Linked DNA regions of Zea mays: region 1 is linked to region 2. A link is a contact called in public Hi-C data. All regions are on one chromosome and are shown on one strand. The core of a region is the stretch at or near the end of the contact, and the rest is flanking DNA. Distances in the headings are between cores, read along the strand shown.

Region 1 (5,181 bases), core at 2,337-4,836, 180 kb before region 2:
GTTTGGTTCAATAATGTAAATCTACTGTTTTGTACATCTCAATGCAGATATATGCTTCTTCGATAATTGGTTTGTTGCTAATTTATATGTAGATGTGAAGTGATTTGAAAAAGACTAGTGTTTATTGCTTTAAAATGCTACTGCATTTTTAAAACATAATGGTTTTATTAATTTTGGATGTATCCAGTACAGCCTGAATCTAAATTATCATCATATACACAACATTTTGGGTCATATTTTTTTCCCGAACTACAATTAGCTAGCAATTTCTCATATCTGAATTATCTAAACTCGACCTAAAATTTTCAGGTAACCGTCTGCCCATCCCTATCGTGACAAAATGGACATACACAGCTTGAGTTAAACTCTAAATTATTCAAAGATCCACGCGTCGCCCACGGATTGCGCGGTTGACCGTTGCGCAGTCGACCATTGGCTCACCGAACAGTCCGATGCACCACCGGACAGTCCAGTGAATTTTAGCCGTACGCCGCTGATCCTTTTCCTGAGAGTGACGACTTCGCCGCGAACGACTCATCGGACAGTCCGGTGCACCACCGAACAGTCCGGTGAATTATAGTCGTACATCGCCGTCGAGTCCCGAGAGCGGCCAGTTCACCTTGGACTCGCCTGGCGCACCAGACACTGTCCGGTGCACCCAGACCGAGCAGGAGTTTGTTGTACACTTTTCCAATCCCTTTTCTCCTGTTTCTGGCACTTAGACAAAATATGTTAGTACTCAAAACAATGTACTCAGTCTAAAAACGTACCTTGTTACATGATTTGCACTTCTTCAATCTTTGGCACATTCAGAACTTAGAGAATGTGTGTTGGGCACTTAATCACCAAAACATTATAGAAATGGCCCAAGGGCACATTTCCCTTTCAGTGCCCAACACAAATAATTGGACTAACTAGTTTGCTCTAGATTATATGTTCTACAGGTGCCAAAGGTTCAACACAAACCAATAAAAGAATAAGTTAGGGTTCAAAAGAGAGGAGCAAAAAGGGACCGAAGGCTGCCTTGGTCTGGCGCACCGGACAGTGTCCAGTGCACTAGGGAGATCAACTCTAAACTCCTCAGCTTCAGGTTTCTTGGAGGCCACTCCGCTAAAATTCACCGGACTGTCCAGTATGCCAAGCGAAAGCAACGACTACAGCGCCAACGGTCGACTGCAAAAGTGAACAGTGGCGTAAACAGTGCACAAACAGTTCGCTTAGAGTCGGAGCAGCGCCAGAAGGCACACTGGACAGTGAACAGTCCCTGTCCGGTGCGGCACCGGACTATTCGGTGCCCCAAGATGTCAGAGCTCCAACGGTCGAAACCGTCGGAACCCTAACGGTTGGGTGACGTGGCTGGCGCACCGGACAGTGTCCGATGGCGCACCGGACTGTCCGGTGCGTCCATCGACAGCAGCCCTCCCCAACAGCTGTTTTGGTAGTTGGGGCTATAAATACCCCCAACCACCACCATTCAAGGTATCCAAGTTTCTAGCAATTTGCATTCAATATAAGAGCTCTAGACTTCACTCCAAGACACAAAACAAAAGATCAAATCCTCTCCAAGTCCTAAACTCATTCCAAAGGCTTAGTGGCTTGTGAGAGAGAGACATTTGTGTTCATTTGAGTTCTTATCGCTTGGATCGCTTTTCTTCTTCCTCTATTCTTGTTCTCAAGCAACTTGTAATCAAAGCAAGAGACACCAATTGTGTGGTGGTCTTTGTAGGGGTCTAAGTGACCCGTTTGATTAAGGAGAAAAGCTAACTCGGTCTAGGTAACCATTTGAGAGAGGGAAAGGGTTGAAAGAGACCTGATCTTTGTGACCACCTCAACGGGGAATAGGTTTACAAGAACCGAACCTCGATAAAACAAATCATCGTGTCATCCACTTCATTTACTTTTGATTTGTTTTTTGTCCTCTCTCTCGGACTCGTTTTATTTCTAACGCTAACCCCGGCTTGTAGTTGTGCTTAAAGTTTGTAAATTTCAGATTCCGCCTATTCACCCCCTCTAGGCGACTTTCACCTGGACAACCCTGCACAAGCGTTGGAGGGTGCTCAGCTGGTGCTGTGGCGACGTTCCCAACTCCTAGTTCGTATCATGTAGAGTTGACAAAATATTTGATACATAATTCTCAAAACAGGGACTTGAAAGTACACAAATAAACCCAAAGCACCGTAACTACTGAATTAATTTTGGTAGTTTGAGTAATGATCTCCAGTACCCTAACTATCTAAAATATCCGAAATATCTTAAATCTTTGTTGTTCTGGCTATCTCCAGTAGCTCTACTATCTCATCTCCTAGCACATCCTATATTTTAAATTTCACTATGCAAATAGTTTATCTACAATGTAAAACTCCTATTTTTTATGATCCACTGAAGACAACCTAATATGAAGTGGTTTGGTTCAATAATGTAAATCTACTGTTTTGTACATCTCAATGCAGATATATGCTTCTTCGATAATTGGTTTGTTGCTAATTTATATGTAGATGTGAAGTGATTTGAAAAAGACTAGTGTTTATTGCTTTAAAATGCTACTGCATTTTTAAAACATAATGGTTTTATTAATTTTGGATGTATCCAGTACCGCCTGAATCTAAATTATCATCATATACACAACATTTTGGGTCATATTTTTCCCGAACTACAATTAGCTAGCAATTTCTCATATCTGAATTATCTAAACTCGACCTAAAATTTTCTGGTAACCGTCTGCCCACCCCTATCGTGACAAAATGGACATACACAGCTTGAGTTAAACTCTATTTTATTATTCAAAGATCCATTATTAAGTTGTTTTTACTGATAGTGTAAAATAAAAGATTTGGACTCTAAATTATACTGTTTACTCATATAACTCTAAATTTATATTAAAAAACATTCTATACTTGTCAGCAAAATTATTTACGCTGTATTATAATCCTCCGTATTCATATTTACCCCATACCTTAATCCTATACCAACTACAGTATCCTATATTATATCATTTTTTTCGTTCCTCACCCAACTACACGTCATCACCAGGTTCTTTCAGATTGCCGCATAGTACTTGTGCATAGAATAAAGGGAAAGTTACTCTGCAAATGGAGTTTTTGCCGCATGCCCCTATTTTAGAGTGGTTGGTGACTGGTGAGCAACATTTGTACTGTATAGTCGACTTCATCCTGATAGCGCTTCAGACTGACCGCAACGCTGCCCCATCCCCTGCCCCCTCCCCTTGCATGCGGCGCGTAGGGGGCACCCTATTGCCGCAGCGGTGCCCCCTACAGCGCCCCTTACGTGTCGGTCCCCTTCTCTCTCCCTCCAGATCTAGCGTGTCACTGTTCATCACCCTAAACACTGTGCTGTGGGTCCACGAGTAATTGTTAGTAGATAAAAAATTGATAGTTGATATAGAAAATGATATTTTATAGTGGTAGTGGGGTATAGGGGAGTATTTAGGGGGAACCGCTGCGGGAGAAGAAAAAATAGGGGGGAAAAGTGATATAGGGGGAAAAATTTAGGGGTAACTGTTGCGGATAGCCTCAGGCAGCGTTCCTCGCTGCTGTTAAGTCAGGCTCCACTCCAGTGTCCCGTTTTGGGCCTCAGGCCTCCTTTTGTGCAATCCAGACGTCGTGGTCCAAACGCGGATCGGCGGTGCCGACGGCCGGGAACCCCCCTCGCGATTAACGCCCGAGCGAGATCGCTATCCGTGGACCGTGGTTGTCGCCGTCCTCGTCGGTTCGTCCCCATCGCACACCCTACTCCCCCGGTCGTCAGCCCTCAGCACTCATCCGGTCATCCCCAAACCCCAGAAACCTCCTTGGAACCAACTGAAGATGCCCGACCAGACGTCGGCTGCGGCCGCGGGCGGCGCGGCGTTCGACCGTTGCCTGCTGGCGCTGTACCTCATCAGCCCGCTCACTGTTCTGGCGCTCCGCTTCATCTCCGCGCCGTACGGCAAGCTATCCCGGCCGGGCTGGGGCCCCGTCCTACCGGCCCCACTCGCGTGGTTCCTCATGGAGAGCCCCACCCTCTGGCTCCCACCGCTCGTCCTCCTCCGCTGGCCGCCGCCGCCGCTCTCCGGCCCACTCGCCGCACTCCCCGCCGCGCTCTACGCGTTCCACTACGTCCACCGCACGCTGGTCCACCCGCTCCGCCTCGCCCGCCTGCGCCGCGCCCCGGCCCCCGTGCCGCTCCTCATCGCCGCCTGCGCCTTGGGATTCAATATCCTCAACGCCTACCTACAGGCCCGCTCCTTCGCCCTCCACGCCGGCCGCCAGGCGTCCCCCTTCCGCTGCCTCGCTGGGCTGGCCCTCTTCGCGTGGGGAATGCGGACGAACATCGCGGCGGACAAGGAGCTGCTGCGGCTCAAGGAGGCCGGAGGCGGGTACAAGATCCCGAGGGGCGGGTGGTTCGACCTCGTCACCAGCCCCAATTACTTCGGCGAGACGGTGGAGTGGCTGGGCTTCGCCGTGGTGGCGTGGACGCCCGCGGCCTGGGCGTTCTTCCTCTACACCTGCGCCAACCTCGGGCCGAGGGCCAGGGACCACCGCCGCTGGTACGTGCAGAAGTTCCGCGGCGAGTACCCGGCGTCGCGCAAGGCGTTCATCCCCTACATCTACTAGGTGACGTATGTACTTGTAATAAAAAAGAAAAATCAAACTATGTGCAATGGAAATATGAATCTAACCGAAAAAAAATCTGGCGTCGTGTCCGTTTGTGGCTTGCCGGGCAGGGGAACGTCTTGCCGCGGTGGCTTCTTCCCTGCCGCTGCTGACGTCGTCGCCGTTTGTGTCTGGTGAGCAGGTGATGGCCGTGGTTTCGGTTCGTTCTTCTTGGCCGCCTTATCTTCCTTCGCGGCGGAGCAGAAGCAGGAGAGCAGGCTGAGTTTGCCCATGTTTCGACTCGACGAGAAGGCGAGTAGACGACAGAGAACCTGCGATGCGATTAGCTGCGCGAGACTGCAACCTGTTGAATCTAATGTTCTTACTATTGCTGCTGTCGATGATTTTATAGATGTACAGGCAGAGTTGAATATAAAGCCGGCTGAGGCATAACCTGGTTACTCTCGTGTTTGTACTATGTTCCGACTCGAACAGGATTGACTCAAGTCTAATGTATTGGGCATGGACAGAATCTCTAATTGGAGGGTTATTTGACTTGGCGTAGATACTCCAACCAAAGATCCACGTA
Region 2 (5,854 bases), core at 2,253-4,752:
AAAGGGAAATGTGCCCTTGGGCCATTTCTAAGTATTTTGGTGATTTAGTGTCCAACACAAGTGCCTAAGTGTAAAAGGTGGACAAAGTACAAATCAAGGATAAAGGTATGTTTCTCAGACCTAGTACATTGTTTTATGGACTAATGTATTGTGTCTAAGTGCTTGAAACAGGAAAAATCCAATTGTAAATGTCTTGGCTCGAGCAGCCAAGACTCTGCTGGGTCTGGGAGCACCGGACTGTCCGGTGGTGCACCGGACAGTGTCCGGTGCGCCAGGATGGCTCGAGCGAAGTGACCGCTCTCGGGAATTCATCGGCGACGTACGGCTATAATTCACCGGACTGTCCGGTGTGCACCGGACTGTCCGGTGAGCCAACGGTCGGCCGGGCCAACGGTCGGCCGCGCGATCTGCACGGGACACGTGGCCGAGCCAACGGCTAGAAGAGGGCACCGGACTGTCCGGTGTGCACCGGACATGTCCGGTGCGCCAACGGCTCTCAGGCTGTCAACGGTCGACTGCGCCATTTTTGGAAGGAAATCGGGCACCGGACAGTGTCCGGTGTGCACCGGACTGTCCGGTGCGCCAGTCGACAGAAGGCAAGATCAGCCTTCCCAGATTGCTCTCAACGGCTCCTAGCTGCCTTGGGGCTATAAAAGGGACCCCTAGGCGCATGGAGGAGGACACCAAGCATTCCTACAACATTCCTAAGCACCAAGACATCGATTTCGCGCATTCTTTTCATTGTGATAGCATATAGAGCTCTAGTGGAGTTGTGAACTCATTGAGTTGTGTTGCGAGCTCTTGTTGCGACTTGTGTGCGTGTTGACACTCTGGTTCTTGTGTCTTGTGTGTGTTGCTAATCCCTCCCTTGCTCCGTGTTCTTTGTGAATTTCAAGTGTAAGGGCGAGAGGCTCCAAGTTGTGGAGATTCCTCGCAAACGGGATTGAGAAAAAGCAAGCAAAACACCGTGGTATTCAAGTGGGTCTTTGGACCGCTTGAGAGGGGTTGATTGCAACCCTCGTCCGTTGGGACGCCACAACGTGGAGTAGGCAAGCGTTGGTCTTGGCCGAACCACGGGATAACCACCGTGCCATCTTTGTGATTGATCCTTATTGGTTATTGTGTTTTGTTGAGGATTCCTATCTAGCCACTTGGCAATTATTGTGCTAACGATTAACCAAGTTTTGTGGCTTAAGTTTTCAAGTTTCACAGGATCACCTATTCACCCCCCCCCTCTAGGTGCTCTCAAGCTGCACCAGGTGCAGGGAGGTTGGTGGCCCGCGGTGTGGAAGAGGTTGCCGCCTCCTCCACCATGAAGTCCTCGGGCATGAAATCATGGTGCTCGACGATGTAAACCAAGGCGTCGAGCAGGAAAACAAGCAAAAACCTAAAGCCTAAGCCCCTACCTGGCGCGCCAAATGTTGGAGAGGGAATTCTCCGGCCGGGTGGCGGAACGCACCCGCCCTAAATCCTAAGATGAGGAGGGGCCTAAGCGTTTTGCCTGCTAGATGGAACCGGGAAGAACAAAAGAACACACAAGGATTTAGAGTGGTTCAAGCCGCCGGAGCGTAATACCCTACTCCATTGTGTGATGTATTGAGCTTGAGAGGTTGTATGAACTTGTGAGTTTGAGTGAGTGTGTGAGCCTAAGTTGGGTCTCCCTTGTAACGTCGTGTGCCCTCCCTTTTATAGCTCAAGGGGACACGTACAAGGGTGCTGAGCCCCGACATGTGGGCCCAGGGGCAAAACGGAGGAAATATATATAGAAGTATCCAATGCCAGTGTCACCCAGAAGATCTCCGAGCGCCATAATGTCCATAGTCCATATAGTATTAATATCTCGCGGTTGCTTCCTCGGTAACGCGCGAGCCATGATGAGCACAGTGTATGCCGTAGCACGGGCGTACTGCCTGCCATCAGAATGGACAGGCACGCCGCCTGCAGGATGGCCTGGTCGCCGCCCGTCAGCAGAGTGGATAGGGCACATTAAATGCTGAGGCGGCACATCGCCTGCCAGTGGAGTGGACAGGGCTCATTTAATGCTGAGGCGGCACATCGCCTGCCAGTGGAATGGACAGGCGACGCGCCTTATCCGCATTAAATGCAGAGGCCGCGCGGCCTAGTGGCCTTACGTCAGGCTCCGCCCGCTGGCTTACGTCACGCGCAGTAGACCACATGGCAACATCGGGTCTCCGCCTGAGCGGGGAGCAGAGGCGTATGCGGTATTGTTCGGACACGTGTCGGCTCCGGACCTCCGTCTGGCCTTGATTAAGGTCCGGGTACTCTTTGTCCACGAACCTCGGGACCCTGTTGTGAGTGGCCCAGACCCTGCACAGGAGGGTCCGGGACCCGTCCCAGGGGTCCGGGCACGCCTGTGGAGGTTCTGGACCTTACCCGGAGGTCCGGTCCGTACGCACAGGGGTCTGGTACTTTCCCATGGGGGTTCGAACCCACTGCTGATGCCTTGGAGCATATCGTCTTTTCTGGCCACGTGGCGACTCCGGAGCCATCCGCGTGGTCGGGTCGGGTGTTGTTCATCACGCAACTAGAGATAGCCGCGTGGGCACCGTATCTTCATGCTGTAGTAAGGGGTACCCCTGTTTCAGAGTACCGACATGAACGATAGGTGGAGATCGTGGGTGCAATTTATGGTGTAAACTATTGTGGGTGATTCACCATCCTAGAGTGATGAAGAATCAACATGCAGGGAGTGCTTGATCCTTGCGCTGATCAAGAGGAGCCACACCCTTGCGCGGTTGCTCCAAAAAAGACTAGTGGAAAGCGTCGACTTTCTGATACCTCAGAAAAACATCGTCGTGTTCCTAACACTTCATTTACTTTGAATATTTACTATTGTATAATTAACTTCTTATATTTAGATTACTAGAATTGTCAAGTTAGAATAAGGTTAGAACTTAAGGTGCTAAGCTTATATGTGAATGGTAGAAAATATTATTGGGCACAATGTGGCAAGTGAGCTATTTGATAGAATTTAATTATTGCGAAAAAGTTTATCGTTTAATTTATATTTTTCTCTTGAGTATCTTGATCGGCCAGAAACATAGCATTGTAAAGTATATTTGAAGCTCTCCAATATGGTTAAAATTGAAAAAAAAAATTGCACAACTAGGCGTATCCAGTGAGAAAAGGCCTTGCCACTCTACGTATCTGATGTTGTTAATAATTTCAGAAGTCGTCGTATATACCATGGGGTGTTTAATTGTCGTATATACGATGGGATGCTTAATTGTCGTATATACGATGGTATGATGAAACAACTGACTTAAACATCACACTGAACAATTTCAGAAAACGATCCATGCCGTCGTATATATACGACAACAAAATACCAGAAGCAAACCTCCCAGACCCAAGGGGAAATAAACGGGCCTGCTTCTGGTCGCTAGCTTGGGGGCGCTGGAGCTGCAGTGCGTAGGCCCGTCCGATCCGTGGCTCGTCTCGGCATGGCCACACAAACCACGAACGGTCGTCGTGCACCGCAGCGCGGCCCCCCCGTTCTATCTTCTCCAGCTCCAAATGGCGCCATCGCGGCGGCCGGGTTATCTTGTCCAGACGTGCATCATATCCTCCGTGTGATCCATTCATCCCCGCGCCGTGCTAGCTTGCTAGTTGCAAGCACCAGCCGACCACCAAACGGTAGCGCACGCGGACAATTTAACAGCATCAGGTTTAGGCCCTGCTGCCGTCGTCGAGCGCCCGGGCCACCGCACACCTGAAAGCAATGGAGATCGTCGCCACGCGCTCCCCGGCTTGCTGCGCCGCCGTGTCCTTCTCCCAGTCGTACAGGCCCAAGGTACGTACGGCACCTTCATATCTCGTGACTACTGTACGTAAGCGGAAAGTAGCAGCAGCTCGTCGCGCACACGTGCAGAAGCCTTAAGTTTGCTGATGATGTTGATGACTGGCGCCACACGTGCGGCAGGCGTCCAGGCCGCCGACCACGTTCTACGGCGAGTCGGTGCGGGTGAACACAGCGCGGCCGCTCTCGGCGAGGAGGCAGTCCAAGGCGGCCAGCCGCGCGGCCCTCAGTGCCCGGTGCGAGATCGGAGACAGCCTGGTGCGTACGCGTACATAACATCGGCCGTCGTCGAAGAACGAAGCTGACGCCGCTGCCGCGTGCCGGCTCCGGGTTGTGGTGTGGTGTGGCAGGAGGAGTTCCTGACCAAGGCGACGCCGGACAAGAACCTCATCAGGCTGCTCATCTGCATGGGGGAGGCCATGAGGACGATCGCGTTCAAGGTCCGGACGGCGTCCTGCGGCGGCACGGCCTGTGTCAATTCCTTCGGCGACGAGCAGCTGGCCGTCGACATGCTCGCTAACAAGCTCCTCTTTGAGGTGTGGTCTCGCACCGTACCGTACGTCTCTCTCTCACACACACACAACACAACGGTCCTTTTCAATTGGCTCGTGCCTGCTCTGTGCCTGCAGGCTTTGGAGTACTCACATGTGTGTAAGTATGCGTGCTCCGAGGAAGTCCCCGAGCTCCAGGACATGGGTGGCCCAGTCGAAGGTACTGCCATTTCTTCTCTAATCTCTAAAGTAACAAAGAAAAGAGAAAAATCCCATTCAACCCCTAGATATTAGGTACATGTCATGCACCCAATAACAATGAATCATTTCCATTTATCTGCAATACACTAGGATAGGGAGTAAGGGCATGTTTCGAAGTACCCAGTTTTTCATAAACTAGTTTATGAAAACTAAAGTGGTTCCAAATATAATAGTTCATGCCCTAGTTTATAGGAACTGGATTTCCAGTTTTTGAGATGGTTCTAAACACCATCAACCAATTTTTTAGAAATTAATTTGTAGAAATTGTAGATAGAAACTAAATTCTTAAAAACTAGGTTGCTTCCAAACAAAACCTAATTCAATTATTGTACAAATACTCAAGTTTTACTATGTCACATTACTACTACTTTGAAACGACATGTAATGTAACACGTCACATTTTTTTCAGCTCGCATTACTTTTATGTCAGGCATTACTGTAAAAACATATTGTATGTGTATGTTTCTTTTTTCTAATATATGTTGCCACGTTACAATAATAACACATATCATGTCGAGTTTATTGTATTTGCATTCAAAGTGTAATGTGCATATGTCTCGTTTGCTTTTATTTACGTTGCATTTGAAAAAAAAAACATACAAGCTATTTTTGTCGATATTTTATTCAGGTAGCTAATACGTCCACGTACATTGTTTGAACAAATTAGTAGGTTACATCATATTATCTTTTAAAGCGTCACGCACACGTACACTAGAGTATGGCTATGTTTAGAACCATAGAGCTAATAGTTAGCTAGATAATAAATTATTAGTCACGTTGAGTAAGCTAATTAATTAATTAATTATTAGTTGTGAGTTAACTAACAATTAGTTAGGGTTTTAGTGAGGATGTTTAAAACCTGTATAACTAATTTTATCAGCTAACTAATAGCTCTAGAGGTTTTAAACATGGCCTACTCTACACTATATTAATTGTCAATTTGTCATGTTATATTTATGCTCACAAATTATGTCAATGTCCAAAGTTGCAAAATAAAATGATTGATTCATCAAATCTAATACTCTCTCTGTTTCAAATATTTCAAATTATAATTCGTTTGACTTTTTATTGCGTGTCTTATTAAAAAATCATAGTTATTATTATTATTTATTGTGATATTTTTATCATATGATATACTTTAAGTATGACTTTGAAATTTTAATTATTTTGTAAAAAATCAAATAAGACGAGCCAGTCAAATTTGGTTAAAAAAGTCAAACGGATTATAAATTAGGATGGAAAAAGACACGCATGCATTAAGTAGATCTGGAAAAAGATTTTG

What was found. Hi-C and Micro-C count contacts between places; a contact is called where the count stands out from the background.
Region 1: a Hi-C map of bundle sheath shows a contact between it and region 2, with 2.3 times the contacts expected there. The contact joins the promoter of LOC100283443 here to the promoter of shbp1 in region 2. A contact is called at or near these places in 3 of 25 Hi-C or Micro-C datasets (bundle sheath, endosperm and leaf).

What each region holds. Positions count from the first base shown.
Region 1 is chr3:184,028,299-184,033,479 of Zm-B73-REFERENCE-NAM-5.0, reverse strand. It overlaps LOC100283443 (steroid reductase DET2), which reads left to right and starts at 3,586. Exons shown (of 2, transcript NM_001412537.1): 1 at 3,586-4,618; 2 at 4,724-5,115. The coding sequence starts at 3,825. The coding sequence ends at 4,613.
Region 2 is chr3:183,847,928-183,853,781 of Zm-B73-REFERENCE-NAM-5.0, reverse strand. shbp1 (sedoheptulose bisphosphatase 1) reads left to right here and starts at 3,502. Exons shown (of 7, transcript NM_001154930.2): 1 at 3,502-3,814; 2 at 3,944-4,078; 3 at 4,171-4,356; 4 at 4,450-4,531. The coding sequence starts at 3,743.